2 separate regions of the Pan troglodytes genome follow, and region 1 is linked to region 2. Evidence: chromatin contacts called from public HiChIP or PLAC-seq data. All regions are on one chromosome and are shown on one strand. Each heading gives the region's core, a stretch centred on a gene start, on an enhancer-like site or on the middle of the called end of the contact. The rest is flanking DNA. Distances are from core to core; before and after follow the strand shown.

Region 1 (7,460 bases), core at 3,631-6,130, 170 kb after region 2:
CACAGAAGGGAAAGACAAAATGAGCAGGTGGGTTGGGAGTGGATTTCCGAGCCCTGCGCATATTTAATAGTTCAGTGCCCAGTAACCACATGAATACGGGTACACAGTTCACTCTCCCATCAGGCTGAAAGGCCTCAGTGGGAGGCAGGCCAGAAGAGGGGAGTCACAGCTATATGACACTGGGCATTACTTAACCTCTCTGAACCTCGGTCTCTTCATCTGTAAAATGGGGATAATGATAGCGCTGCCTTGCAAGGCTGGTGTGAGAAGTACGTGAAAAATAGTCTGGGCCAGGCGTGATGGCTCATGCCTGTAATCCCAGCACTATGGGAGGCAGGAGATTGCTTGAGAAAGGGAGTTCAAGACCAGCCTGGGCAACGTAGCAAGACTGTCTCTATTATAAATAAATAAAACAAGAAAAGAAAAGTCAGGTTTGGTGCCCGACACAGAGGAAGCAACAGCTTTTTAGTGAATTGCTTGTTAAAAAGTCAATCATGGCCAGGCGCGGTGGCTCATGCCTGTAATCCCAGCACTTTAGGAGGCTGGGGTGCACGGATCACTTGAGGACAGGAGTTTGAAACCAGCCTGGCCAACATGGTGAAACCCTGTCTCTATTACAAATACAAAAATAAGCCGGGCGTGGTGGTGCACACCTGTAATCCCAGATACTCGGGAGGCTGAGGCAGGAGAATCTCTTGAAACCGGGTGGCAGAGTTAGCAGTGAGCCGAGATTGCGCCACTGCACTCCAGCCTGGGCGACAGAGTTAAACTGTCTCAAAAAAGAAAGACAATCATGATTCCCATTTTCCTGTTGCGAAAATGAAGGCAGAGACGTCAGGAAAATTGGCCAGGGGTTCACTGGAATTTACAGGCTGGCCTGGGACTAGCCCCCATTTCTCCCAGCTCCTGACCTCAAGGCCTTTCTGCTGCATCCCTGTTCTGAATCCCTCACGTGTGGCAGAGGCTCAGGATGGGGCTGCAGAGCCAGTATCCCCATGCACCCCAGCATCACAGTCTGTCCCAACTCACTCCTGCTGGAGCCTCTGGTCCATTTCCTGCTCTGCAGGATTAAACTGTTACAAGGTTTCCTGACTTCAGACCCGCTCTTTCCCAGACCCCCAATTCTCACCCTCTGATATCTTTTCCAAGTTACAGGATCTCATCATCTTCATTTCCCAATGCTGACTAGACCACTGGCCCATTTGAGGGCTCTCAAATTAAAAAATCCTCATAGGTTAGTAAACAGGGTTGCAAGAACACAAGCTCTGTGATCCATGAATATGCAAAGCAGCTCCAGTCCTGTAAATAAAAGCAATCATTGAAATGCAAATTGCATCCTTGGCTGCCCGATCCACAGTGGTTGGTTCCTCTCAGGCTGTAATTCCGAGAAGAAAATGTGACTAAGCGGAACCCCCAGGAAGCTCTGTGAGAAAGTGCTTATGGGGCCGTGGGCTCCGGGTGGCTCCATTAGGGTGGATTAAAACTGTATGAAAGTAGGGAGTGGATTTTAAAACCTGAGCTGCTCCTCCAGTTGGCTTGCAGTGGCTGGCTAGGCTCAAAGCGGTCCCCCAAGGCTGGACAGAGCCCCTTGGAGGCTCCCAGCGTCTCTCTATCCCCATGGGCAGAATGGAAAGGGGGGCTATTTTCCATTTCCTTGTCAACGTCAGGGGAGCTTCTACAAATCAGATCCCATGGCCTCCCACTCAAAACCCTCCAAGGGTTCACTGGTCCAAACAGAATAAACCCTAAACTCCTTTCCATGACCCAAAAGATCATGATCTGGCCGGTCCCCACCATTCCCCTATCCCCACCCCCAAATCTGCCTACAGCTCCAGCCACAATGGCCTTTGTTCAGTTCCTCTAAGCTCATTCCCACCTCCAAGCTTTTGCAGGCACAGTGCCTTCCTCCTGGTTCAGTCTTCCTCCAAGACCTCCCAGCGGAGGGCCCCTCTTCTAGCTGGGCTCCACTCAAATGTCACTCCCGGAACAGTCATCTCAGGTACATACACCCCTGTCACCTTCTTTTACATCACCCCATCTTATTTTCCTGGCCGTCCTCACCCCAATCGGATTTCATAGCCATTTGCTATGGGTTTGTTTAATGTTTGTCCACTCACTTCCCCAGCCCCGGGAGAGCAGGGGTTTTGTCCGTTTTATACAAGGCACCCAGTTCTGTCCCTGGCACGTTTCTTGAAATAACATATTAATCCAGTAAAGATTCTGAGTTTATCTTTCTAACAAAACTGCCTGTCTTGCTGCCTGTGCCCCAAATGGCGGCTCCTTCCTCCTGGAATCTCCTTCCCTTCCCAACTCAGCTGACCCCTTTCCAGGCTTAGAGCAGGGAGCAGATAGCAAACTGTTCACTCCACAGTCTTAGATACCAAACTGGCCGGGAGGGCTTCCAAACGACAGATGCCAATTTGCATTCTATTTACATGTCATTTGCATGCAGTTTAACTCAAAGCCTGGATCCTCCGCAAGCCCGAGTCCCCACCGAAGAAACTTCTGAATTAAGAAGGTTCCTTGGCTGAAGTGCCGGGGTTTTTGTGCCAGATCCCTCCCCCACTTCTCTTGTCTTTGCGGGGTCCCCCAGGGCTTTCTGGGCTCTGTTCAGGTGCCCCCCGGCCTGGTGCAGTTGGGCGGCCAATGTGGCGCGTGGGCTGGGGCCCCAGGCGGGGACGCCGCTGCCCGCCACACTCCAGGGGCCTTTGTCCGCGCTCCAAGGAGCCGCCCCCTTAGCGAACGGGGGACGGAAAGGGAGGACTGGCTAGGCCTGGGTGTGACAGAGCAAGGACGGAGGAGTGAACCCGCTGCACGGGGGAGATTTCTGGGGCAAGGTCATTTGGCCCCTTCCCAGGCTGTTCAACCGGCTGCCCGGGGCCAAGGCGGGTGCGGGCTCCTCCCGCGCGCTCCCTTTTCGGCCTAAGCGCTAGGGACCCCGGGATGTGTGGGGTCCTTGTGGGGCTGGAAGCCTGTGTCCCCCAAGGAGAGGGGACCGAGAACAGGTCTAGTCCTTATCTCCAGCCTAGCCGCCTCTTCCAGAGGTCCAAGTGCCCCCTGTCTGGAAGGGAAACGCCACTCCCCCCCCCGGCCATTGTATGCAGCCGCCCCCTCCTCCCCACCCCTCCCCGTCATTCGTCCCCAGCCCAGGTCTCAGCTCTGCCATCTCCCACCGCCGTGTCCCCCCCCTCCCCTTGCTGAGTAATGCGCACTCAAGCCGACTGCGGGCTTGACCCCCAGCCCCCGCGACAGGTGCGGCTGTTCACCCCCAAAGTCCAGCCCTTGTGCCCCCGGCTGCGTCTGCCCTGTCCACAGTCAGCCCCCAACGCGGCCCCAGGACCAGCCCGCAGCTCCTCACACACGACGAGTCACTAGGACACGGCTGGGCTCCTTTACCCTCCCAGCTGCCCTTCACCTGTGGTCGCCCCCACACTCTCCTGGGAGACTTGGATCTCTACCTGGTCCGGGCACAGTCTCCCTCCCCCAGTAAAGGTCCCCAGACCGTCCCCTCCCCCGCCCACCCCTCTACGGCTCTTCTCTCGTCGCACCGTGGTTCCCCTCGCCCAGATCCCACAACTCCCCCAGCAATAAACTCCCTGGCTTGGGTTGGGGGGGCGCTTAGAAAAACACAAGAAGCAGACCCCCCAATTCTCCCAAATCCACGGCGGGAAAAGTTTCTGGGGTCCCCACAGCGTCCTCCACTGCATCGGCGCAGCTCGCACTTACCGACCCCCGCGGCCCCGCAGCGCCGACGCTCCAGCTGGCCTTCGGCCCGAGTCACATCTCTGCAGCGCGGCCGCGGCCCCCGCTCCACGCACGCCCGCCTGCGGGTCCAGCTTCACTGCAGCGCCTGCCAGAGTCGCTGCCGCGCGAGGCGCCCCCTGGCCCGGCCCGCGCTGCTGCAGCGGCCGCGGCCCCGCCCCCGCCCCCGCCCCCGCCCCCGCCCCCGACCGGCCCCGCCCCCGGGCCTCCGAGCCCCACCCCCGGTCCCGCCGGCGGTTCCGCGCGGGGCTAGGCGCCGTCTGCATGCACCCCCGGAGCCCAAGCTCGTAGCTTCTAGCCCGGATCTCAGAGACGATTCCCCCGACCTCGTGCCCCCAATTCGGGGACATTCCCCCCACAACGTCAGTGCGCCCGTAAGCAGTCCAGACGAGCCGGGCAACTCCCCAGGGTAGATCCATTTGCGGGAACACCCCCCTAGCCAATACACTTACCGAGGGAGGTATCGCGACCCAGGGGTCCCAGCGCAGAAGCCTTCCTGCCCCCAGGCCACGCTCCAAGGTGGGTTCATAAGCAGTAACTTCCCCGAAACACACCAGCACCAGGTCCAGGACGCAGAGAGGATCGATCCCGCCCGGTGCCTCTCGAAGTCACCAACGCCCCGGTATACACCTAGGCGCACACACACCGCTAGGCCTCCTCCAGGCAGGTTCCTCCTGGACACACTCTTCTCTCTCCTCACTGCCCACCTCCCAGATGTCGTTGTCCGTTTGCGCACACTGGGACCAACACCCGCTTCCTTGGCCCCTCGAAACACACACGTCCAGTCGGTGCACCCCTCACGTGGGTCCCTACGCAGGATCGCCACCACCCCTACCGCACACATCACCCACGTACGCACACGTCCACTGCCCTTCAGGGCTCACACACTCAGCGGCCCGGGCCACTGGCCGTGCGCTCCGCAGACGGTCAGGGCACAGCCCGGACGCGTGTCCGCTGGGCGGCCGTGGGACCTGCTTGAAGGAGGGGTCCGGGGCAGCCGTCTCTGAGTCCCCCTCACCCCGTCCTAGTCCTCAGGCCTCTCCGAGGTCGGCATTGCTTCGACCAGGCCTGGGAGCTGCGCTCCGGCACCCCATATAGGGCTGGTTCCCTGGGTGACCTTCAGACCATCAAACCCTGGCAGTCTCAGGTGGCCCCCCGCCAAAGCCAGAAACAGACCTTTGAGCAGCATCCCTTCCCTGCACTCCAGATTCTCAGGGTGAGATTTCCTTTCTCCCTCCGCGGTGCGCCCCCCAATCTCTCCCCCCGTCGCCGCAACCATCCCAGCCACATAAGACCAAAAGGGATAGGACGGACCCCTGCTCCCCTCTCCCGGGGGCTGCAGGAAGGGGAGATGCAGAACACTTCCTTCTGGGAATAGTGGCAGCCCCTGATCTTTGGGGACCGTGGCCCTTCCAGATACTCCCATCCCTCCCCGCCAGCCTCCCAGTTCCGGTCCGGTTAGGCCACATCCCCCTTGGGCACGCATCTCTGGGATACCTTTTATTATATTCAAGGGAAAATGGAAAGGAAGAACCATAATGGCAGTTTTTCGCCCCACCCCTGGTTTATTTTCATGGATCCTCAGAGCCCAGAACAGTTCCAGGCACAGTAGGCGCTCATTAAATATTTGCGGGACGACCCAAAGTGTGTTCCCGCCAGACTGCGCAATTGGAAAGTGGATGGGCACTGTCACCTGGTGGCAGCTCTTGGAACTGACGCCGAGATCCTTTTGTCAACGTGGGCAAGTTCACTTTCGTGAGCCACACGTCCTCAACGTCTACAAAATGGAGATCTTTTTCATCGCACATGCCTATTGGGGTTGTTGTGAAGGTCTAACACGTGCTAACATATAAAGTGCTTCACGCAGGGTCTGGCATGTGGAAAATCCTTAATATGAGCTGATTAACATTGCAGTTACGGTTATATTCCCTTTCCCACTTGTTTTACAGAGGACCCTGACTGTGATGGTCAGTTTCACTTTGGGTGATGATACCACAGGAAGCACAGAGTGAAAATGAAGGAGGGCATTGAGTGGCAGGTGCATTCCTTCCCTCCAAAAAGTTCCAACACCCATGGATGATAATAATAACAATAATAGCTGAGTACGTAGTGCTTTCTGTGTGCCAGGAGCTATTCTAAGTGTTTTAAATTCTTTAATTCATTTAATCCTCCCAGTTACCCTTTAGGCCAGAGACTGTTATTCTCCCTGTTTTACAGATGGAGACACTGAGGCCAAGAGGGGTTAAGTACTGCTCCGGGGTTAGACGGTTGGCAAAGACAAAATCCAATCCAGGCCATCTGGCTCTGCAGGCCATATTATCCACCAATGGTTAGACTGGTGTCATTTGCTGTCAGGTCAGACATTGTCACAGAGGAACCTCACCTCCCAGGAGAGTTCACTGGGTCTCCAGCCTTGGAGAGAATGGCTCCAGGAGGTCCAGGGAGCCATGTCAGGCTCTCAAGTGCCCAGTTCACTTTGTCTAATGAAAACCAGTGGCTTCTCTATTCCTCACCTGAGAAATGGTCAGTGCACTGCCCATGGCTTCCCACTGACAAATGTCATGGTATGTGTATTAGTCCATTTCATACTGCTATGAAGAAATACCCAAGACTGGGTAATTTATAAAGAAAAAGAGATTTAATGGACTCAATGCTCCACATGGCTGGGTAGGCCTCACAATCATGGTAGAAGGCAAAAGAGGAGCAAAGTCACGTCTTATACAGTGGCAGGCAAGAGTGCATGTGCAGGGGAACTGCCCTTTATTAAACCATCAGATCTTGTGAGACTTATTCACTGTCATGAGAACAGCGTGGGAAAAACCCACCCCCATGATTCAATTACCTCCCTCCAGGTCCCTCCCATGACATGTAGGGATTATGGGAGCTACAATTCAAGATGAGATTTGGGTGGGGACACAGCCAAACCATATCAGTGTGTAATTAGATATTTGCATGGCTCTCTGCTTGGTGTCTGTCTCGCCTACAAAACTGTATCTCAGTGCTGTGCTGTCCAATCTACACTGTCTGATAATGGCAGCCGCTAAACATGTGCCCACTAGGCACTTTATATGTGACTCGTATGACTACAGGATTGAACTTTCAGTTTTTGTTTGTTTGTTTTTTTTTTAGATGGAGTCACTGTCACCCAGTCTGGAGTACAATGATGCTATCTCGGCTCACTGCAATCTCCACCTCCTGGGTTCAAGTGATTCTCCTGCCTCAGCCTCCCGAGTAGCTGGGATTACAGGCGTCCACCACCATGCCTGGCTAATTTTTGTATTTTTAGTAGAGATGGGGTTTCACCATGTTGGTCAGTCTGGTCTCGAATTCCCGACCTCAGGTGACCCACCTGCCCAGGCCTCCCCAAGTGCTGGGATTACAGGCGTGAGCCACCGAGCCCGGCCTCAGTTTTATTTATTTTTAATTGATTTAAATTTAGGCTGGACATGCATGATGACTCATGTCTATAATCCAGCACTTTGGGAAACTGAGGTGGGAGGATTTCTTGAGGCCAGGAGTTTGAGTCTGCAGTGAGCTATAATTGCACCCATGCTCTCCAGCCTGGGTGACAGAGTGAGACTCTGTCTCTTAAAATAAATAAATAAGTAAATAAATAATCAATAACCACATGTGGCTACTGTATGCATAGCATATCTTTAAGCTTGATGAGGACAAGAACTATGTCTATTGTTTATCCT
Region 2 (6,934 bases), core at 1,883-4,382:
ACAGCGTAAATTTTAAATCCACACAGCCCTAGGTTCAAACCTAAATGCCTCTCTCACCTTAAGTAAATCAGCTAACCTCCCTGAGCCTCAATTTCTCCATCTGGAAAATGGGGGAATATAACACCTCCCTCCTCAAAAGGGTGTTGGAGGGAGTAAATGAGATAACCCGTGGAAAGGGCTTGGTACACTGTTAATTCCCTTTTTCTTTTTCTCTTTTTTTTTTTTTTTTGAGACAGAGTCTTGCTCTGTCACCCAGGCTGGAGTGCAGTGGCGTGATCTCGGCTCACTGCAACCTCCATCTCCTGGGTTCAAGTGATTCTCCTGCCTCAGCCTCCCCTGAGTAGCTGGGATAACAGGCACCCGTGATCATGCGCAGCTAATTTTTTTTTTCTTTTTTAGGAGGGACGGGGTTTCACCATGTTGGCCAGGCTGGTCTCAAACTCCTGACCTCAAGTGATCCGCCTGCCTCAGCCTCCCAAAGTGCTGGGATTACAGGCATGAGCCACCTTGCCTGGCCTAGTTTCACTGTTTTTAAAATTTGAAGTTGAATGCCAACACTGAATGAGTCACAATGATGCACAGTACTGAGGGCACCCAGCTTGTCTTGGACAGATATCATGGAAGCACCTGTGAGAATGGGCTGGGGTCCTCAATACCCATCAGTGTCCAGCTGGACCACTGCTCTCACTCCAGTCCCCAGCCAAGTTCCTGCACTAGACATTCCCAGAATCTAGAAGCAAAATATCCCAAAATATTTCACAGCAAGTTAGGATCATGGGAGGGAAAGGAAAAACTTCTCCATCCTGCAGCCCTCCTCAGCTTCGGAACTTAGAGGGTCCACACTGGAGCTGGCTCTCTCTTAGCAGCTTCGAAGAGCCAGGCCTGAGCTACCGGTCAAGTTCATTCATAACCCACTCCAGGAGCACCTGGAGAGTCAAGGGAATAACTATACTCATTCATTGCTGTCTGCCCTGTTTCCTGGTTTATTTCCAGTGTCCTGCTCAGTGCCTGGCACATAGCAGGTGCTCAATACATACTCACTGAATGAATGCACACATGCTAGGGATACAGAGATGAACAAGATAAAACACCACCCATCAAGAAGCAAGTAGGTGTGGGAGGGAATAAGGTGTAATACAATGATACAGGTGATAAAAGCAAGGACAGTGCTAAGGTCAGGGTGGTGGAGGTTGTGGAACCTGTCCTACCAGTTGTCAGGAAAATTTCTGAAGAACAACTGCAGGATGGTGGTATTAATCCCTGAGACAAAGGTACTGAAGGCAAGTGGCTGAAGAACAGGCTTGATTGGACAGATGACTTGGAGATGTTCACTGGACAGGTGAATATATGGATGAGGAGTTTGGGTGGCCGTGCTGACACGGGCGACATAAAGTTAGGAATGTATGGGTGGTGATAAGCCTTGAACAGAACAAGCCTGAGACAAGACTTCAAGAAATACAGTAGCTCGCCGCCTAATCCCAGGTTTCCGTTACCCCTGGTCAACCCTGGTCCCAAAATAGGTGAGCACAGTACAGGAAGTTATCTTGAGAGGGAGACCACATGCATGCAACTTTTATTACAGTATACTGTTGTAACTGTTCTATTTTCTTACTAGCTAGATTGTTGGTAATCTTTTACTGCACCTAATTTTTTGTGAGACAAGGTCTGGCTCTGTTGCCCAGGCTGGAGTGCAGTGGCATCATCTCTGCTCACTGCAACCTCCACCTCCCGGGTTCAAGCAATTTTCACGCCTCAGCCTCCCGAGTAGCCGGGATTACAGGCACATACCACCACGCCCGGCTAATTTTTGTATTTTTAGTAGGCACGGGGTTTTACTATGTTGGCCAGGCTGGTCTCCAACTCCTGGCCTCAGGTGATCCGCCCGCCTCATCCTCCCAAAGTGCTGGGATTACAGGCATGAGCCACCGCGCCCGGCCCTACTGTGCCTAATTTATAAACTTTCTCATAGATAGTATACACAAGAAAAAACAGTTATATTTAGGGTTCGGTACTGTCTGTGGTTTCAGGCATCCACTGGGGGTTTAGGAACGTACTGCCCGCGGATAATGGGGGAGGGGGACTATTGTATTGGCATTTAAATAAGTGGGCAGAGATAAAGGAGCTTGCAAAGAAGAAGGTGCAAACCTTGAAATAGTGTAGTCAGGAGAGCCAAGACGACTTCAGAATAGGGGAGTGGTCAAGAGAGCCAAGATGACTTCAGAATAGGGGAGCAGTCAAGAGAGCCAAGACGACTTCAGAATAGGGGAGTGGCCAAGAGATCTGGTAAGAACAAAGAATCCACCGGGAGGTTGCGCGTCAACTCTTAATCCCCTTCTCTCCCCATCCCTTGCCATTTAGAAAAGTATAGCATCCTCCTCTTTAGCTCTGCGACCAAATGCATTCACTCTTTCAAGGAGAAAGGAAAAGAACGTTACAGTGCATCTCCTGCAAACACAAACGCTTTCTCCAAAACCGCTTTTAAATTCCAGGGACAGCCTTGTGAAGATCTTTGTGAATACCCGACCTCGCAAGCTCCAGAGACTACAATAATTCACTTGCCCTAGGTTCCAAAGCCAGCAAGTGGAAAACGGAGACTGGAATTCCGCCCACAGGACTCCAAAGCCTGTGCAGCAACACCCCACTCCCCCCGCAGGATCACCAGCAGGACGCGCGGGAGCCAGGAAGTAAGATCCGTACCTCCAAGGCTCCCATGCGCCCAAGCCTCCGCATCAACAGACTGGGAGGGATTACGTGGGGTCCCAGGGCCGGCTCTGAGGCGGGAAAACTTTCTGGAGGCGGCGGCCTCAGGCCGGAGCGGGCGCACACCGACTGGAGGGGTCGGATTCAGGGATGTGGGTGGACCGCATTTCCCCATCTTCCCCGCCGCGCACTTCCTCTGCTGCAATCTCCACACCCCGCGCCGGCCCGCCTGCAACGCGCCCTGGCACTCACCGGTGGGCGAAATTTCCCCGCCTCCACGTGAGAGCCCGCTCCGCCGTGACCCGGAAGTCCACTTCGAGTCGCCGGCCCACCCTCTCGGGTTCCGGCTTCTTCCGGGTCGCGGCCTTCCGGCGAACGCGGTTACCGTGGAAACCGCGGCCATGGCGGCACCGCGGCAAATCCCCAGCCACATAGTGCGCCGCAAGCCCAGCTGCTCTACAAACTCGTCGTTCACCCGGACGCCGGTGCCCACCGTGTCTCTCGCGTCCCGCGAGCTGCCTGTCTCGTCGTGGCAGGTCGCCGAGCCGTCGAGCAAGAATCTGTGGGAGCAGATCTGCAAGGGTAGGCAACCTGGGCTGGCCGAGAGGGGCGGGACGCGGGCGGCCGGACGGGGGCCGCGTTTGGGGAGCGCCCACTGTGCGCCTGTCGGCTGACGGGCGGGGCCGCCGGGCAGTGGCTCCGCGGGCCCGGGCTCCGCATTTTACGCATGGGGAAACTGAGGCTCGGAGAGGCTGGCCGGAGGTTACGCAGCGCGGACTCCAATCGCGATCCGTAGTGAGGTCAAAGGCAAGGGAACGGCGAGGGAAAACTGAATAAAGAGAACCATGCGGTGTGGACCATTGGTTCTTAAACCTTGGTTAGTGAACCGAAAGGAATTGCTGGGGCGGGGGCGGGGGTGGGGATCTTGTTATAAACGGAGGTTCCCAGGCCCCGCCCACAGAGCTTCAAATTGGGATGCAGGGAATCTGCACTTTTTAAAAGAGCACCCCAGGTAATCCCAACGTAGGTAGTCGGTGGCCCACACGTTCAGTAACCATGGTGTGGACAAACGGGTTTTAGTCCCTTCTTGCTTCAAACCTTCCTTAACCTCCCCAGACGGAGTTGAGCACATCTTCCTTTGTGGCTCTACTCAGTATTTGTTACTTAGGTTGGGCAAATTATTTAACTTATGACCCTGTCTGCAAAGTGGGCATAATAATGGCACCTATTTCGATGGTGTGAAGAAGATGGAACCAGATAGTCACAAAAAGTGCTTAGCAAACTGCCTGATTTTAGGAGGGCAAAAGGATTATTGGGGGAAAAAAAAACACAAACTGCTGGATTTACAGAAGGAGCTACGTAAGCGCTAGTTCTTAATGAATAATGTTGGGTGGGATGTTTTCTTTTTCCTCCACTAGACCATAAGCTCCTCAAGGTCAATGACTCACATTTTTCATTCGTGTGGCCACCATCACTACCTAAGCTGCCTGAAACAGCGCGGTGAAACCCCGTCTCTACTGAAAATACAAAAAAAAAAATTATCTGGGCGTGGTGGTGTGCGCCTGTAATCTCAGCTACTTGGGAGGCTGAGGAAAGGGAATTGCTTGAACCAGGGAGGTGGAGGTGGCAGTGAGCCGAGTTTGCGCCACTGCACTCCAGCCTGGGTGACAGAGCGAGACTCCATCCCAAAAAAAAAAAAAAAAGTGTGGTTATTTAGCATTTGAAATGTGATTAGTGCAATTGAGGAACTGAATTTCTTGTTGGACTCAAATTTTTGTTTGTTTGTTTATTTGTTTGAGACGGAGTGTTGCTCTGTCGCCCAGGCTGGAATGTAGTGGCACTGGCTGGGCTCACTGCAACCTCCGCCTCCCGGGTTCAAGCATTCTCACACCTCAATCTCCTGAGTAGCTGGGATTACAGGCACCCGCCATCATTCCTGGCTAATTTTTTTATTTTTGTAGAGAAGGGGTTTCACCATTTTGGCCAGGCTGCTCTTGAACTCCTGACCTCAGGTGATCTACCCGCCTCGGCCTCCCAAAGTGCTACAATTACAGGCCTGAGCCACCAGGCCCAGCCCAGACTTAATTTTAATAAATTTAAATAGCCACATTTGGATAGTGGCTGCTGTATTGGATAGTGCAGGTCAGTAAATGATTATTGAATGGAAAAAAAGAATGAATGTACCAGTATATGTGATGACTCGAAAGAAGTGGAGAATACAGAGAAGGAAGAGAATAGTAGACTCAGTTGATAGATGCCCTCCAAAGCTGTCTGTTTCAACCCCATCCAGTACTTAAATTCCTTCTCCAACCTTACATTGTGCTAGAAAAATCCCTTTCACTTTGGATGTTCTCTTTGTCACTTTCACCCCTAGGTCCTTACCTCTTGGTGCTATGATCCAAGGAGCTAATCACTCTACCCCAAAGAATCTATTCAGATAATTTGACGGTAGTTATTGTGGCTGCCTTTTCCCCAGAGCTTTCACTTCTCCTAGCCAAACAGTTTCTTATAATACAGTTTACTAGAGGATTGTTAGAAAAGTTACTCAGCCTCATCTGTAAGAGACAGATAATTGTTGTGCCTACCTCACAGGGCTGTTGTGGGGACCAAGTAAGATAATGTGTGAAAAGGTGCTTAGCACAGTGCCTGGCATTTAAAAAGTAGTCAATAAATGCTCATTATTGTTGACAAAGAAACATGCCTTGTGTTGTGATTTACACACCGAGTTTATTTTGGTCAAATAGGCCTCTAGAGAGAAAGCAAAGACCTCTAGAGAGAAAGCAAATAGGCCTCTAGAGAGAAAGCAAAAGGTTTTGGTTCTCTCTGAAGAGCAAGTGAATTAATGCCACTTATAAAATGATAGAGTTACAGAATGAGGTCAGGCATGGTGGCTCACGCCTGTAATCCCAGCACTTTGGGAGGCCAAGGCGGGTGGATCACCTGCGGTCAGGAATTGGAGACTAGCCTGGCCAACATGTTGAAACCCTGTCTCTACTAAAAATATAAAAACTAAGTCAGGCTTGGTGGTGGGTAATCCCAGCTACTCGGGAGACTGAGGCAGGAGAATCTCTTGAACCTGAGAGGCGGAGGTTGCAATGACCTGAGATCGTGCCACTGCACTCCAGCCTGGGCAACAAAGTAAGAATCCGTCTAGAAAAAAAAAAAAACAATTCAGTGAGGTCAACATTGGCAAACTATACACATGGGCACTGTGATGATTATTATAACAGATGGATAAACCCAATTCTTAAACATCTAACAAATGCAGTTTTCTATAACATGTAGTAAATTCAGTTTCTGACAACAAACATGAAAAAACAGGCTTTGTAGTAATCCTATCTTTGAGATTAAGTACTACATTCTCTTAAGATAATCTCCATTCAAAAGACAAATTATCATAGCAAACAGACCTGCCAGAAACTCAATTTCATGAAGACAAACTATAAAGTAGGTAAATGTCTAACTTACACAGACCTTAACCAACCTGACTACTGCTGTTTTGTATGTATGTGCATGCTCACCACTATAACTTATTTGTAAATATTCTTCAGTTTTCTCCCTCATCTTTCCAGTGACAACTGAGTTTTGTATTCTAAAAAGCACTTGTGTTAGTGTCAATAAACTTCTTCCCGGCCAACACTTCTAATCAAATCTTATAGTAGTTTGTGACTAGCTGTGTTCATGGTTTTAATCAAGAGAATCAAAGGATGTGGGGCTTAACAGTTTCCTTTTTTTTTTTTGAGATGAAGTCTGGCTCTGTCACCCAGGCTGCAGTGCAGTGGCGCAATCTCGGCTCACTGCAACCTCTGCCTCCCAGATTCAAGCAATTCTCCTGCTTCAGCCTCCCAAATAGCTGGGATTACAGGCGCCCACCACCATGCCTGGCTAATTTTTTGTAGAGATGGGGTTTTGCCATGTTGGCCAGGCTGGTCTCAAACACCTGACCTCAAGCAGTCAGCCCGCCTCATCCTCCCAAAGTGCTGGGATTACAGGCATGAGCCACCGCGCCTGGCCTTACAGTTTCCTATTTTGATATGCTGTGATTACTGTTATCAGCATCCTCACTATTGTCATTGGTTCATCACTTAATCAAGCACTCTCTGGCCTCAGCCCCCAATGCTGTTGTAAAATCTGGCCTTTCATTTCACCTGCCAGATACCGACACGGATCAGTTGTGAATCAATACTTGCTCCTCCAGCACAGCCACTGAGCCAGCTGAAGAAAGATGACCCCA

The links. HiChIP or PLAC-seq counts read pairs in DNA pulled down with a chosen protein or histone mark.
Region 1: a contact with region 2 is called in an H3K4me3 HiChIP or PLAC-seq map of stem cell-derived excitatory neurons, with 5 times the contacts expected there. The contact joins the promoter of GPRC5B here to the promoter of KNOP1 in region 2. A contact is called at or near these places in 3 of 7 Hi-C or Micro-C datasets (induced pluripotent stem cells and stem cell-derived neural progenitor cells), 1 of 1 datasets of contacts at active chromatin or transcription factors (stem cell-derived excitatory neurons) and 1 of 1 other capture datasets (stem cell-derived neural stem cells).

What each region holds. Positions count from the first base shown.
Region 1 is chr18:22,505,573-22,513,032 of NHGRI_mPanTro3-v2.0_pri, forward strand. GPRC5B (G protein-coupled receptor class C group 5 member B) reads right to left here and starts at 4,881. Exons shown (of 4, transcript XM_016929584.4): 1 at 4,215-4,881. The coding sequence starts at 4,606.
Region 2 is chr18:22,339,182-22,346,115 of NHGRI_mPanTro3-v2.0_pri, forward strand. It overlaps KNOP1 (lysine rich nucleolar protein 1), which reads right to left and starts at 3,133. Exons shown (of 5, transcript XM_016929586.3): 1 at 2,953-3,133. The coding sequence starts at 3,133. IQCK (IQ motif containing K) reads left to right here and starts at 3,081. Exons shown (of 9, transcript NM_001246476.1): 1 at 3,081-3,282. The coding sequence starts at 3,102.